Linked DNA regions of Sus scrofa: region 1 is linked to region 2. A link is a contact called in public HiChIP or PLAC-seq data. All regions are on one chromosome and are shown on one strand. Each heading gives the region's core, a stretch centred on a gene start, on an enhancer-like site or on the middle of the called end of the contact. The rest is flanking DNA. Distances are from core to core; before and after follow the strand shown. Region 1 holds the start of CARS2 (probable cysteine--tRNA ligase, mitochondrial). Region 2 overlaps COL4A2 (collagen alpha-2(IV) chain).

The links. HiChIP or PLAC-seq counts read pairs in DNA pulled down with a chosen protein or histone mark.
Region 1: an H3K27ac HiChIP or PLAC-seq map of alveolar macrophages shows a contact between it and region 2, with 5 times the contacts expected there. The contact joins the promoter of CARS2 here to the enhancer-like site in region 2. A contact is called at or near these places in 7 of 47 Hi-C or Micro-C datasets (blood, fibroblasts, mesenteric adipose tissue and 4 more) and 2 of 2 datasets of contacts at active chromatin or transcription factors (alveolar macrophages and skeletal muscle).

Annotation. Positions count from the first base shown.
Region 1 is chr11:77,266,922-77,273,940 of Sscrofa11.1, forward strand. It overlaps CARS2 (probable cysteine--tRNA ligase, mitochondrial), which reads right to left and starts at 3,015. Exons shown (of 15, transcript XM_021065916.1): 1 at 2,707-3,015. ING1 (inhibitor of growth protein 1) reads left to right here and starts at 3,351. Exons shown (of 2, transcript XM_021065917.1): 1 at 3,351-3,684. The coding sequence starts at 3,486.
Region 2 is chr11:77,135,605-77,141,927 of Sscrofa11.1, forward strand. COL4A2 (collagen alpha-2(IV) chain) reads left to right here. Exons shown (of 48, transcript XM_021065909.1): 26 at 38-97; 27 at 1,882-1,938; 28 at 2,487-2,594; 29 at 5,524-5,745. Among named protein-coding and RNA genes, the nearest start is that of RAB20, 50 kb to the right of the region's middle. Within about 2 kb of position 4,802, at least 1 of the 83 cell types and tissues checked has an H3K27ac peak or open chromatin away from gene starts, as enhancers often do. A contact at or near this core is called in alveolar macrophages, where this site is marked.

The DNA.
Region 1 (7,019 bases), core at 1,765-4,264, 130 kb after region 2:
TATTTAATGATGGCTAAAACAGGACTCCTCCTGCAGGTCCAATATTAAGGTAAAGTGAAAGTGACTGGGAAGATGCATTAGCATCTACACCTAGAGAGAGAGTAGAGTCTTCGGAATTTGAAGTCGGAACAAGGAAGTTTATTAAGGTTCTATACCATCATGAATGCCATTTCTTACTCCTGAATGACAACAACAACAAAACGTAGTTCTCAGCATGGCATTTTCTTTTAAAGCAAAATTTTGTAAATCCAAAGTACAGTAGGTAGGGTAGCATATTGTTCAGGGCATTGCAGGTTTGAGATAAATGTACTAGGATTTATATTTTAAGCACTTCAAAACAAAGAATTGTATGTTCATCTCTTTTATTCCCATAGGTTTGAGCATCTCCATTAAAACTAGAAATACCCTTTTCCATAGTGGCATATTTAAAATGCCCGATCAGGAGGTCTCACTGTGGCCCAATGGGATCCCCCGAGTCTTGGGAGTGCTGAGATGCAGGTTCAATCCCCTGCTCCACAGGGTGGGTTAAGGATCCACTGTTGCCGCAGCTGTGGCTTAGGTAGCAACAGTGGCTCAGATCTGATCACTGGCCTGAAGACTCCATATGCCAAGGGGCGACCAAAAAATAAATTAATTAACTTAATTAAATGACTGATCACCATTAACTATATTTTACTACTGGTCCTCTAACCTTGTCCAGAAAACAGTAAGTCATTGGTATACATTTTAAGAACTTTGTAAAGCTAATCAAATATTTTCTGACTTTTTAGCCCAAGGGGTAAATTAAATGTCTTGTAGCCATTATTCACCACTGCATTCCTAGTGCATAAAAGACATGGTAGACAATCCTAAATACTTCTTGTTGAATGAATAAAAAGCTGTTGTGTTTCACACGTCTGTCAAGTCCATGAAAAAATGAGAGGAATCATTATTGATATGACATCTCCATGTGCCTCCAGGGCAGCCAAAAAAAAAAAAAAGACATGACATCTTGATTTAAAAAAAAAGGCAAAAAAGAACCTGGAGTTCCCGTCGTGGCCCAGTGGAAACGAATCTGACTAGGAACCATGAGGTTTTGGGTTCGATCCCTGGCCTCCCTCAGTGGATTAAGGATCTGGCATTGCCATGAGCTGTGCTGTAGTTCACAGACAGGGCTTGGATCCCTCCTTGCTGTGGCTGTGGTGTAGGCCGGCAGCTGTAGCTCCAATTAGACCCCTAGCCTGGGAACCTCCATATGCCACGGGTGCAGCCCTAAAAAGACCAAAAAAAAGCAGAAACAAACAAAAAAACCTCCGGGATTTCCCATCCTGGCTCAGCGGTAACCAACCCAACTAGTATCCAGGACAACTAGGATTCGGTTCCTTTCCTGGCTCAGCGGGTTAAGGATCCGGTGTTGCCCTGAGCCGAGGTGTAGGTCGGAGACAGGTCTGGGATCTGGTGTTGCTGTGGCTGTGGTGTAGGCCTGTAGCTGTAGCTCCAATCAGACCCTTGGTCTGGGAACTTCCATATGCCACAGCTAGTCATTAAAAAAAAAGAAAAAAACAACAGCAGGAGTTCCCCATCGTTGTGCAGCGGAAACGAAGCCAACTAGGAGCCATGAGGTTGCAGATTCAATCCCTGGCCTCACTCAGCGGGTTAAGGATCTGGCGTTGCTGTGACCTGTGGTGTAGGTCACAGACGCAGCTTGGATCCTGCGTTGCTGTGGCTGTGGTGTAGGCCAGCAGCTACAGCTCTGATTCAACCTCTAGCCTGGGAACCTTCATATGCCACAGATGCAGCTCTAAAAAGCAAAAAAACAAAACAAAACAACAAACACTCCAGCTTGATGGTCATTGGGAAGGGTAAATTATTTCTCACCTTTTTTCTTTCTTTTTTTTTTTTTTTTAACAGCTGCTGGCCTACACCAGAGTCACAGCAACACCAGATCCGAGCTGCATCTGCAACCTACACTACAGCTCAGGGTCACACCGAATCCTTAACCCACTGAGAGAGGCTAGGGATGAAACCTGGACCCTCATGGTTCCTAATCGGACTAGTTTCCACTGCACCATGACAAGAACTCCACCTTTATTTTTTTTTTTTAATTTATTTTTAGTTTTTTGGCTTTTTGCCATGTCTTGGGCCGCTCCCTCGGCATATGGAGGTTCCCAGGCTAGGGGTCGAATCGGAGCTGTAGCCACCGGCCTACGCCAGAGCCACAGCAACGTGGGATCTGAGCCACGTCTGCTACCTACACCACAGCTCACAGCAACGCGGATCCTTAACCCACTGAGCAAGGCCAGGGATCGAACCCACAACCTCATGGTTCCTAGTCAGATTCGTTAACCACTGCGCCACGACGGGAACGCCCACCTTTATTCTTAAATTCAGATAAACACTACTCATTTTAGAGCCAGTGAATGCAAGGATTAAAAGAACCTCTTTCTTGTTACTGTACTTTAAAATTACGTATATGCGTTTCTCCTATGCAACGTTTACTCTATTCCATATAGTCTCTTCGTTGCCACATAGTGTCACAGTATTAAAGCCTTTTAAGCAGGCTAGTGGCCAATAAATGAAACTTTACCTATCATTTGCTTTACACTGGGCCCAAGCTGGAAAAGTGTGACTCTCTAAGTAAAATAACCACTTTCCCAAATATCGAAGTGAACGTTTCCTGATGTGAGGGTGCGATGAAGGGGTAGAATGAAGATCAAACCCATTTACCTCAAAGTTTTACTCCTACTCGTCGTTTATCACCGCAGCAGCGTTCCAACCCATTTCCAAAGACGACCAGCCCAACTTAGTCTGCACTGACAGCCACATCGCGGACTGCTCTGCAGATCGCTGCTAGGGGCACTGCGGATCAAAACCTATTTTACAAACACTGGCTCGGTCTGAATGACACTGAGTAATTAAGAAACTCTCCCGCGGTCTTGGTTGTCACGACACTGTTCTCCGGACACTCGGGAACTCCACCAGAACGTGATGAACCGCAGAGCATCGATTCAGTCCCAGGGGGAGCGGCCACGGGCAGCAGGGCACCCGGAGCCAGGCGAACCCGCCCACCCACCCGTCCGAGAGACGCAGCGCCGCCCAGGCACAGAGGCGGTAGGGACGTCAGGGGCCGAGGCCGAACTACCTGACAGGGTTAGAGTTGGCGACACGACACCCGCCAAAGGACAGGGCAGGACAAAGGAGGCCAAACGAGTCCTCCGAAAAGCACCAAGCGCGGCGCAGACCCGCACGCCGCGGACAAAGCGGGGGAGGGGGCCACGCCCACAGGCGGGGCCTCGGCCGGAAGAGGCGGGCCTCGCGCGGCCCCGTCGTCTAGGCAACGGGGCTCCTCGGAAGCCCAAATCCAGGCGTTTAGGGCGGGGAGGAGGGGGAGGGGGGCCCAAGGCTGCACAGGGAGAGGCCCCCGGGACCCGGGCGCCCGGACGCTTGCCCCACCACGGCTTGGGTGGTCTTTCGAAGTGGGGGCGCGGACTTTAAGAGAGGATTCCATGGCACATGCGGGAAGGGGTCGGGGTCACCTGCCCTCTACGGGGACCCGGCCTGGCGAACCGCTCCCCTCTCGGGTCCCTTTGTCTCCAAGCCGCTCGGCGCTGGGCTCCGGCCGGCAACACAAAGGGCGGGCGGTGAGGACCGCGCAGGCGCGGGAGCCGCCGAGGCTGCCGGGAGTGGTGGTCCGACTGCCGAATGGTAGGTCTCCGGCGCGGGCAAATGGGCCTCTTGGCCACACAAGTACGCATGCGCAACCACTTCCGTCTTGCCGGGCCAGCCTGGTCCCTCCGCCCCCGGAGGGACGCGGGTTTCTAGTAGTAAGAGCCGAGGGGGAGGTGTCCGTGATCGCCCCGCCTATTCTTTCTCCTGATTGGGCCGCCGGGGTGAGGGCGGAACCTGGATTGGCCCTCGAGGTTGCCAGTCTGTTCCGGGCCGTACTTATTTCCCGGCTGCGAGGCGGGATCAGGAGTGTGGGACTGAGCAAAGGGAAGGAGATGGTGACCCGGGATTGTGATGGTCCCGAGGCCGGGTCGGTTCCAGAGAGCTCTGGGCTATGCCACCTGCCTCTCCCGCAACACCCAGCGGCCATGCAGCCCCGCCCAACGCACTTTGCCTGCAAGTGCGAAACTCCCACTAAAGTTTTCAGCTCGCCCGCTGCCCCTTGCCCCCGCGGCCCCTGCCCCGGCAAAAGTGACAGACAAAGCCACACCCCCGTGCGGCGGGGCCGGTGAGGGGCGTGAATGCGGCGGGGGCGGGGCCCACGGGGGAGGGGGCGGTGGGGCCAGGACGCATGCGCGATGCAGGGGGCCGAATGTTTCCCAAGTGTTTGAAACTGGTATTTGGGTTTTCCACGTTGGACAAGTGCGGCGCGGCGGGCGGCGCGCGCCCCTTCCCGCGCTCGCTCGGCCCCGGCCCCGGCCCCTGCGCCGGGGTGCGCGCCCGCACGCCCGCCCGCGCCCGCCCCGCGCCCGAGGCCGCCGAGCTCCGGCCCGGCCCGCCAGGCGCCGGTCCCCGGGCCCAGGCGGTGCAGCTCGCAGATGTAGCGGCGCGGGGCCGGCCGGAGGGGAGGCGCCGGCGGGCGGGAGCCTTGCATTTTGCAGCGCTGGGCTCCGAGGGGGCGGGGGCCGGAGGAAGCGGAAAGCCGCGCCGAGTCGCCGGGGACCTCGGTGAACCATGTTGAGCCCTGCCAACGGGGAGCAGATCCACCTGGTGAACTATGTGGAGGACTACCTGGACTCCATCGAGTCTCTGCCTTTCGATCTGCAGAGAAACGTCTCGCTGATGCGGGAGATCGACGCGAAATACCAAGGTACGGCGGGATGGATGGGCGGGGGCGGCTGCTCCATCCCCGTCGGTCGCGGCGCGCCGCGGGGCCGCGGGCCGTCCTGATCCCCGCTTGGGGAGCCTCGATCCCGCGGCGGGGCCCTGGCCGGACAGAAACAAAAGGTCTGGAGCGTCTTTGATTTGCGAAGGTCCTTGTGCGCGAAGCCCGGACACGGAGGAGGAAGAAGGAACGAGAGGTCTCAATGCCAGGCTGCGCGAGCAAAGCGCTCTTTGTAGTGAAGTGACGAGGCGGGGTGCTGCGGGGGAGGGGGCGCAGGGGGCGCCGGCTGAGGCGCCGAGGGAGGGATGTGCAGCGGTCGCTAGCTAGGGGCTCAGAGACGGTGCTGCGCGCAGGGCTGCTGGGAGGGCAATGCGGGCGAGGGGTCCGCCGGCCCTGCTCGCCATCCCCGGAACCACCTTCACTCAGTCCCGAATCTGAGTGTTACATAAAGTCCGGGGTCGGTACTCCGCGTGGTGCAGCCCCAGTCGCCCCCACCCAGCCCCCGGCCCTCCCGCGGTGCTGGACACGGAGCGAGGGCCGACGTACGGGGGGCGACGCGGCCGGGTGTAGTTTGCGGAGGGCCAGGGCTTTATTCTGTGCGTGCAGTGGTCAAGGGGAGGGGAGGGAAGGGAGGATGGGGCGAGGAAGTCGCCCATCTGTGCTGTGCTCGGGGGGCGCAGGCAAATATTGTCGACTTGGAGAGGAACATGGCAGGGGAAGAGGACCTGTGGGTCGTTCTCTGCTGCCTCGGCCGCCCAGAATGCCGGAGAGAGACGGAGGGTTCGGGTCCGCTGGGAATTGCTGGCTGTTGGGGAAACTTTCCTCCCAGGTCAGGCATCGCATTGGGGCTGTGTTTGGAACGTGGATAATCACTCCGAGTTTACTAATGTTTACAGGACTGCGCAGCAGGGAAACGGAAGAGTGGGGGGAGGTGGAAAGCCACTACATGCCCCACAACAGACAAGACTCACGCGAGGAAGGCGCCCCTGCGCGCTCTACCCGAGGCTTTGCTTCGCAGCGACTTTTATAGGAGGCTTATTAGCATATTGTGAACGTTCCCCCTTGGCCTTCTGTGATTGGCCGTGGCCTCTCCCATGGAATGTCCTTATCAGTCCGCTGCTGAACCATTGGTTGCTGAGCCGGATGAGGGCGGGCCTTGCGCAGTTACTGGCATAGATCTCTGTTTCCGCTGCCTCTTTTTTTCTCTTTCGTAGAGGGGCGGGGAGGAGGGAGGAGGTCGAGTTGATTTGAACGTCTTCAGGTCGCCCGGCCTCCGGCCCTGCATTGGTTATTGGTGCTGCTGGGGCGGGCCGAGTTCTCTGACCCTGGGTTGTGATTGGTGCCCCACCTGGCCACCGCCCTCCGGTCCAACGATTCCTACTGGCAGTGGCTGCCGGGGCGGGGCGCGCCTCCCACTGGCCGCCTACCCATTGGCGGGGCTGAGCCAGCCTCGCCCCCGCCCCCCACCGACGCGAGCTTGGCCCCTTCCGCCGCGGAGTAATGGCGGCGCCCGGGGTACAGGGCAAAGCTGGCGATCCGTGTCGCTGGGATTGCCGAGGGCGCAGGCGGGGCTCCGGGTCGGGTCCCAGGGACCCGCGGGTTCGGCCTCGCGGAGCAGCGGACGCGTGAGTGACCCGGGTCTGGGGCTGCTTCTCGGTGGTCGGTGTCCCGGGACGAGAACTGAGTGGCCCCCTGTGCGCTGAGCTGGGAGAAGGCTTGCGGGGTGGAGAGACGAACGCGGGGAATTTCGGGTTTTCTGGGGCTTTGTGGAATTCTCTCCAGCGCTGTTCGCTAGCACTGTTAGGGAATTTCAAGATGACGAAAAAGTTTATCCTTAACATTTTCTGGCGTCCCCGTCAGTATGCCCCTAAGGCTGCTTTCTTACTGCTGTCCCTACCGCAGGAAGCCGGTTTACTGCTGCAGAACCAGTCTCTTCAGTCGAGTTAATGCATAGTTGGTGCGTTTTGGTTCATTCGGAGAAAATCAGTCCCCCTCCCACCCAGGTGCACTTTGAAGCCAGTGCCCCGAGTGAGCTGCAGAGCCTTCCGTCGTGATAATAATGGTAGTAATATTATCGTAATAATAGTTGATAATTTGGTTGCCATTTACAATAAATGTTGAGATACACACCATATTTCCAAAAAATTAAGCCTTTTTTTTTTTTAAGGGCCGCACCCGCGGCTTATGAAGGTTCCCAGGCTAGGGGTCG
Region 2 (6,323 bases), core at 3,552-6,051:
CCCAAAGCCCCTCACTCTGTCACTGTCTCGCTTCCAGATTGTGACTCAGGTGTGAAGCGGCCCATCGGAGCAGACGGACAGGAAGTCATCCAGCCAGGTACTGTAAAGCCTCCAGGCGGCTGCAGGGTTCTGGAAAACTCGCAGCTTACAGAACTGGCGGGAGCCCCTGCTGTGGGCACGGAGCTGCATCGGGAATAGGAACACGGGCGGGCTTGGACCAAGGAGGGGCAAGCCTGAGGGCCATCATGTCACCAAGTCGTCCCCACAATACAAAGCCTCTGTTTACAGTGTTGGCGAGAACGCCCAGAGAAGTCCGCTCCCGCCTGAAGTAGATGCCGGTTTGTGTGTGTGTGCAAAGGCGGCTGTGAATGAGCTGCTTGTCGTGTGGGGTGAGGGGTCCAGGGGCCCCTGAGCAGAAGTTGGTCCAGCGATGCGGGAATGTGGAAAGCATGGGGCCGATGGGGGAGAGGAGGCGTGGGTGGCCCGGCTCGGGGGGGAGCTGGAGCGGGGCCTGTCTGGAAGCTGACCTGGCTGCCGTCAGACAGGCAAAGTCTCCAGCCGGGGGCTCAGAACCCAAGGTGGGAAGCCTGGATGAAGAAAGAGGCCCGGACACGAGGGGGAGCCAGCATGGGTCCGGCTTGGAGGGTGGAGCAGAGAGGGTGAATTTTGCACGGTTAGGAGTTCCTATTGTGGCGCAGGAGAAACGAATTCAACTAGGAACCATGAGGGATGCGGGTTCAATCCCTGGCTTCGCTCAGTGGGTTAAGGATCCAGCCTTACCCGTGAGCCGTGGTGTAGGTAGCAGACGTGGCTTGGATCCCGCATGGCTGTGGCTGTGGTGTAGGCCGGCAGCTATAGCTCCTATTGGACCCCTAACCTGGGAACCTCCGTATGCCATGGGTGTGGCCCTAAAAAGGAAAAAAGGGGGAGATTTTTCGTGGTTAAAGGTGCCAGCGAAACGTCTGGAGGACAGTGGCTCCCAGGTGGCTGTTGAGAGTTGGGGCGTAACCCTCAGGGTGAAGGCGGGGCTTGGAGAAGCAGCGTCAGGACTTGTGGGTCCCCTGCAGGGGGTGGGGAGTTGGTCAGGTGCTCGGGGCCAGGGTGCAGGGCAGGAGGGGCAACCGCAGAGCCGGCTGGGCTCAGAGGTGGGAAGGCCCGGCAGTGAGGCTCCGCGGGCTCGAGGCTGGGCCCCTGCAGATGGCCGGGTCCTTTCTCTTTAGACCTGGTGGCTGTCCTTGTGCCCCGGACCCCTCGTGTGGCAGAGGAGCCCAAAGCCCCTCCTTGGCCATTAAGTCGGGCCACCACAGGAGCACTGCCAAACCCCAGGCAAACGGACCAAGGGTGTGGGAAAGCATTACTGTGCCCACAGGGCGCCTCCGACAAAGTACCCCTGCCAGTGTCACCAGCCAGAAGTGCTGCGTGACTCTCAGCAGCAAGTGGCCGAGGCTAATTCTGAAAGTGACCTAAGTCCCAAAGGAGAAGTCAAAGCCTTCCTTCTGAGACCGCAAGCCTCCTCCATCCCTGGGGGAAGTTTCCAGACGAAGAAAGGCGTTCACACTGCCTGACTCGGGGGTGGGGCAGGGCGCCAGGTGAACGTGGCTGTGCCAGGTGTGGCCCTCGCCGAGGACCACCCACTCACTGCCAGCTCAGACGGTTATCTGGCTGGACCGACTTCGTTTGCACTTTATATTACTAGTCTGATGTTATTACGCAGGGAAATTAGACTTGTTTACATCCGCCTCCAGACTAATTAGATCACTAAATTCCTCCGATGGTAAAGCGTGGCTGGCTTTCTTGGCGGGCGCTCTTGACTTCTGCAGCTCCCAAGCGGTGAGGTCCGGTGTTGACCTCGACTGCAGCAACTTCTTCCTCTCTTCCCAGGCTGTGTCGGAGGGCCCAAGGGATCGCCAGGCCAGCCGGGCCCCCCCGGCCCCCCAGGTAATGAGCGAGCACGTCCAGCCTTCCTCTGGGCGTCTGCATCTTCTGTTCCCCTCTCTCTTGCTCTTCCTCCGCCCCCTGCCTCCCTGACCCCGATGTCCTGAGCTCCCCAACGGGGGAGGGGCTCAGAGCGGCAGCAGGATGGCTTCCAGCAGCCACGAGGTGGGGGTGCGGGGGAGCCCGGCCCAAAATAGACACACGCTGGATGTGAGGGAAGAGGGACAGTGAACACGGTTTCACAGCAGGAAGTCGAGGAAGTCGTAGGTCAGTGAGACCGTGAGGTTGTGATGGGAGCTGAGATTCACCATTTCTGGTGTAGACTGACCCTCGTTTCCAGTGTAGACTGACCCTCTGTTTCTGGTGCAGACTGAGACGCAGCCCCGCCGGCTGTCAGAGGAGCTGTCTCGGGGCTGATGTCCCCCAGCCTCGTCCCTTCCCAGCTTCCTAAGAAACCACGTTTTTAAGTCAGGTGCCAGACCTGAGTCTCCAGTTCATCTCCTGCTGGGGGTTCCCCTCCGCTTCTGACCTGGTTTCTTTGGGTTATTTAGGTGCCAAGGGCCTCAGAGGGATCCCAGGGCCGTCGGGAGCTGATGGAGCCCCAGGGCTGAAGGGATTCCCGGGAGATCCAGGTCGCGAGGGATTCCCAGGACCCCCAGGTGAGTCAGGGCGGGACGCCCACTCAGCCCCTTCCGCCCAGCAAGTGACTGTGTGAGATGGTGGCCCCAGCACCACTGTCTTCTCACACTTGAAAACTGTTGGGGAGTTCTCCTGGGGTGCAGCAGTGAAGGATCCGGCATTGTCCCTGTAGCAGTTCGGGTCGTTGCTGTGACGCAGGTTCGATCCCTGGCCCAGGAATTTCCAGATGCCGCGAGCATAGCCAACAAGTAATGTATGTTCTTGGCTCTGGGAAACTAAAACATCACCCTCTGCAGCACGAAGGCTACGCTGGGGTCTTGCAGGACGAAGGCGGCAGCGAGATTTTTCTGTGTTTGATAGTAAACATTCTAAGGGCGCCTGGCGTCACCCTCTTCTGCGCCCTCATCATCCGCTCCCCATCTGCTCACTCACCACCGCCACGCAGGGAACACCTGGGATTCTGCGGTTCGTGGCGCTGTCTGCCCCCCGCAGGGTGCAGCTCCTCTGAGTGAACACTTTGCACCATTCCATCCACACTTGACCCAACAAGGCGTCCCGGAAGCCAATGATGCCCTCTTCGCCATGTGGGGAGGGAGATGAGCGAGCCTCTGTCACCGACTGGGGTGAAGAGTTGGGCGCACCTGCCTGGGTGTCCACCTGTTCTAGAACGCCCTTCAGTGACCCCAAACACAGCTGTCCCTCTGGGTCGCGGCCCAGAGCACGCCTGTGTCCCTGTGTGTGCAGAGGCCCAGGCCCCGGGGACTACATTGTCTGAGCAAAACCATGGAAGCCAGTGAGGTCCCCGAGGCAAACACCCCGCAGGCTCCCGCAGGTGTTCTTCCAGCCTCGTGGGGATCAGCCACCCGGCACTGTGAGACTTCGAAACTCTCTTCCTGCTAGAAAGTTCTTGCTTGGTTGGCATGAAATCTGCCTCCAGGAGGTTCTGCTCCATAACCACCCCCACACACGTCAGGACACCGCGGCCGCGTTCCCCCTGGCGCCTCGGGGACAGGCCGGCCGGACCCGGGGACGCAGACCTCGGTGCTGCAGGCCCGGTGCATGCAGACCCCTGGCACTCCTCCCACGCCCTCCGGCGGCTCAGCGATCCCTTCAAACCGAGGCCCCGGAACCCGAGAGAACCCTCCAGATCTCTGCACTGTGACACCAAAGAGTAGTTCCTTAGATTGAGACCGTTGAGCAAGTGTTTTCAGCAGAGACTCATTGAGTTTTGCCTCTTGCCTGTCCTGCCCTCGGGCAGCTGGTTTAATGCTAAACATACAGCTTGGCGTCCATCCTGATCGAGCGTCCAGGACTCAGCATCCCAGCCTGCAAACGCCGCTGCACACCTGAGCCTGGAGCCTTGCATGTCGGTCCATGATTTGCAGACTAGGAGCGGCTGCTCCCGTGACTGTTATCAAGGCCCAGAGAGCAGCAGAGCCAAGGCCCGGAGAGCAGCGAGGGGTGGTCTGCGCCCGCACGCGGAGGGGCGCACGGCATCATCTTGCGGCCAGGCCGGGGCCTTTGCAGGTAGAGCGCTGCCACTTGGCTGCCATCACACCTCCTAAAGCGAAGTGGGAATTGTCTGCGAAGATGCAGCTTCTTGAGACCTTCTCTCTGTGGCTCCGAAGCAATCACTTCCCTGCCTGGCCAGGCGGGCCCAGCCCGGGGAACTGCAGGGCCTGGGGAATGAGTGGGATGCGCCTCCTCGGAAAATTCCGGAAGGTCACTGTAGTCGAAGAAAGCCTGGTTTGTGGGGACACGCTGGCCCTTGAGAGAACAGGGCAGTGGGGAGACCAGAGGAAGGCGGGCGAGAGGAACCGAGGCCTCGCTTTTCCAAATGCACGTCACCTGTCCTAGCGGCAGAAGGACCGTCCATCCCAGCTCCGCGGGCAGCGGACAGAAAACGCCACCTTCAGAGTCCATCCCAGATGTAAGACCCGCACGCGCCGGGGCGGCCCGGTCCCCTGAGCAGTTCCGTCGCTTCCGTGAGAGCCTCTTCCTTCTCCCCTTCACATCATTAGACCCTGACACGGGGTCTGCCAGTGACACTCGGGTTAAGGCCAGAGCCGGTCAGTGCCCGGGACGGGCAGGAAGGCCTCCTCCCCACGCCCCCCACCAACCTTGGTGGCAGTGACCTCAGAAGCCTTTCCTTCTGGACAGACGTGTGACTGTCACTCTTGCAGTTCAGTCTGAGGTCACATCAGGGTGAGAGCCTGAGAGGGGAAGTGGTTTGAAGAGACCATTGCTGTGGTGTCCAGGCGTGGCCAGACCACCCTCCATCCGGACATGGTGGCAGTGGCGACAGGGAGGCTCGCTTCCCCTTCAGAGTTGTTCCAAACCGGCCGATGTCTGAGGATCCCGCTCCAGGACGGGGGATGGGAGGGGACAGAGTTGGGGCTCTGAGGGTCTGGTCACCCTCTCCTCCTGGGGTCCGTCCTCACCTCCTGGGGTCCGTCCTCACCTCCTGGGATCCGCCCTCACTTCTTGGTGTCTGTCCTCACCTCCTCGGGTCCGTCCTCACCTCCTGGGGTCCGCCCTTACCTGCTGGGGTCTGTCCTCGCCTCCTGGAATCTGCCCTCACCTCCTGGGGTCTGTCCTCATGTCCTGGGATCTGCCCTCACCTGCACACACAGCTTGGAAGCGATTCTGGGATTATTTGCGCAGCACAGGAGCCCACGAATGATGAAGGGTTCAGTCCAGGGAAAGTCGGTTCAGAGCGCTTGTCGACCTCCACTGCACCCTGGGCCTGGGGCCAGACGGCGCAGGGAGGCAGGAGGACAGCCTTGCGAGTGCTGTGGGTTCAGAGGCCAGCGATGGGGCCAGGGCTGGAGCCGGCTGCCCCACACAGACCCCTGCTGCCTCAGCCTCGTTCTGGTACCTCTCTTACGTGATGCCATGATGCCATGATGCTGACCTCTGATTATGGGGACGCCATGTGTTTCCTTCCAGGGTTTGTGGGGCCCCGAGGATCCAAAGGTGCAGTGGGCCCCCCCGGCCTGGACGGACTCCCAGGCCCCTCCGGCCTGCCAGGGCCAGTCGGACCCCCAGGGGACAAGGGCCTTCCTGGAGAAGTCCTGGGGGCCCAGCCGGGTTCCCGGGGAGACCCCGGACTGCCTGGACACCCCGGGCTGAAGGGCCCCCCAGGAGAGAGAGGAGCGCCTGGATTCAGAGGTAGGTCGCCACGGCGGGTGGGGAGGGGCCTGGCCACTGCCCCGCGCTCCCCAGGGGCTCAAAAAGCCCTCCGGGAGGTTTGGTGGGAACCCCGGGACTGTGCTTATGAGTCTCGTTGCTGCTTCTCCCGCTCGGTGCCAACCTTCCTTTGGAATGCTCTGGAATGGTGGCCATCATGCTGTGTCTACCGTCCGCCGCCAGGACAGGTGGCCGACTCAGCCCTTCCTCTAGTACAGTTAGCTGGTGTGCTGTCTCCAGGTCGGGGGGCGCCATCGTGGGGGGCTCACAGCTGCTTTCAGCAGAACACGTGGTGTGACGAAGGGCCCGCGGTGCTCGGTGGGGGTGGCGAGGAAGGCAGAGACGATCTGGGCGCGGCTTCCTCTGCGGGTGTGGAATTGAGGCGTGAAGAGTTCACAGCATCACCCACGTGCGTTTAGCAAAGCGGAAGACGCCCGTTGTTGGGCAAATAAGCAAGGCGTCCAAGGCTCTGAGCTTCCGGTTTATGCAAAACGGGCCCTGAGGACCCAGACGCCCGGCTCTGATGACACGGCCTGACCGACGAGCGGGTGGGGAGACGG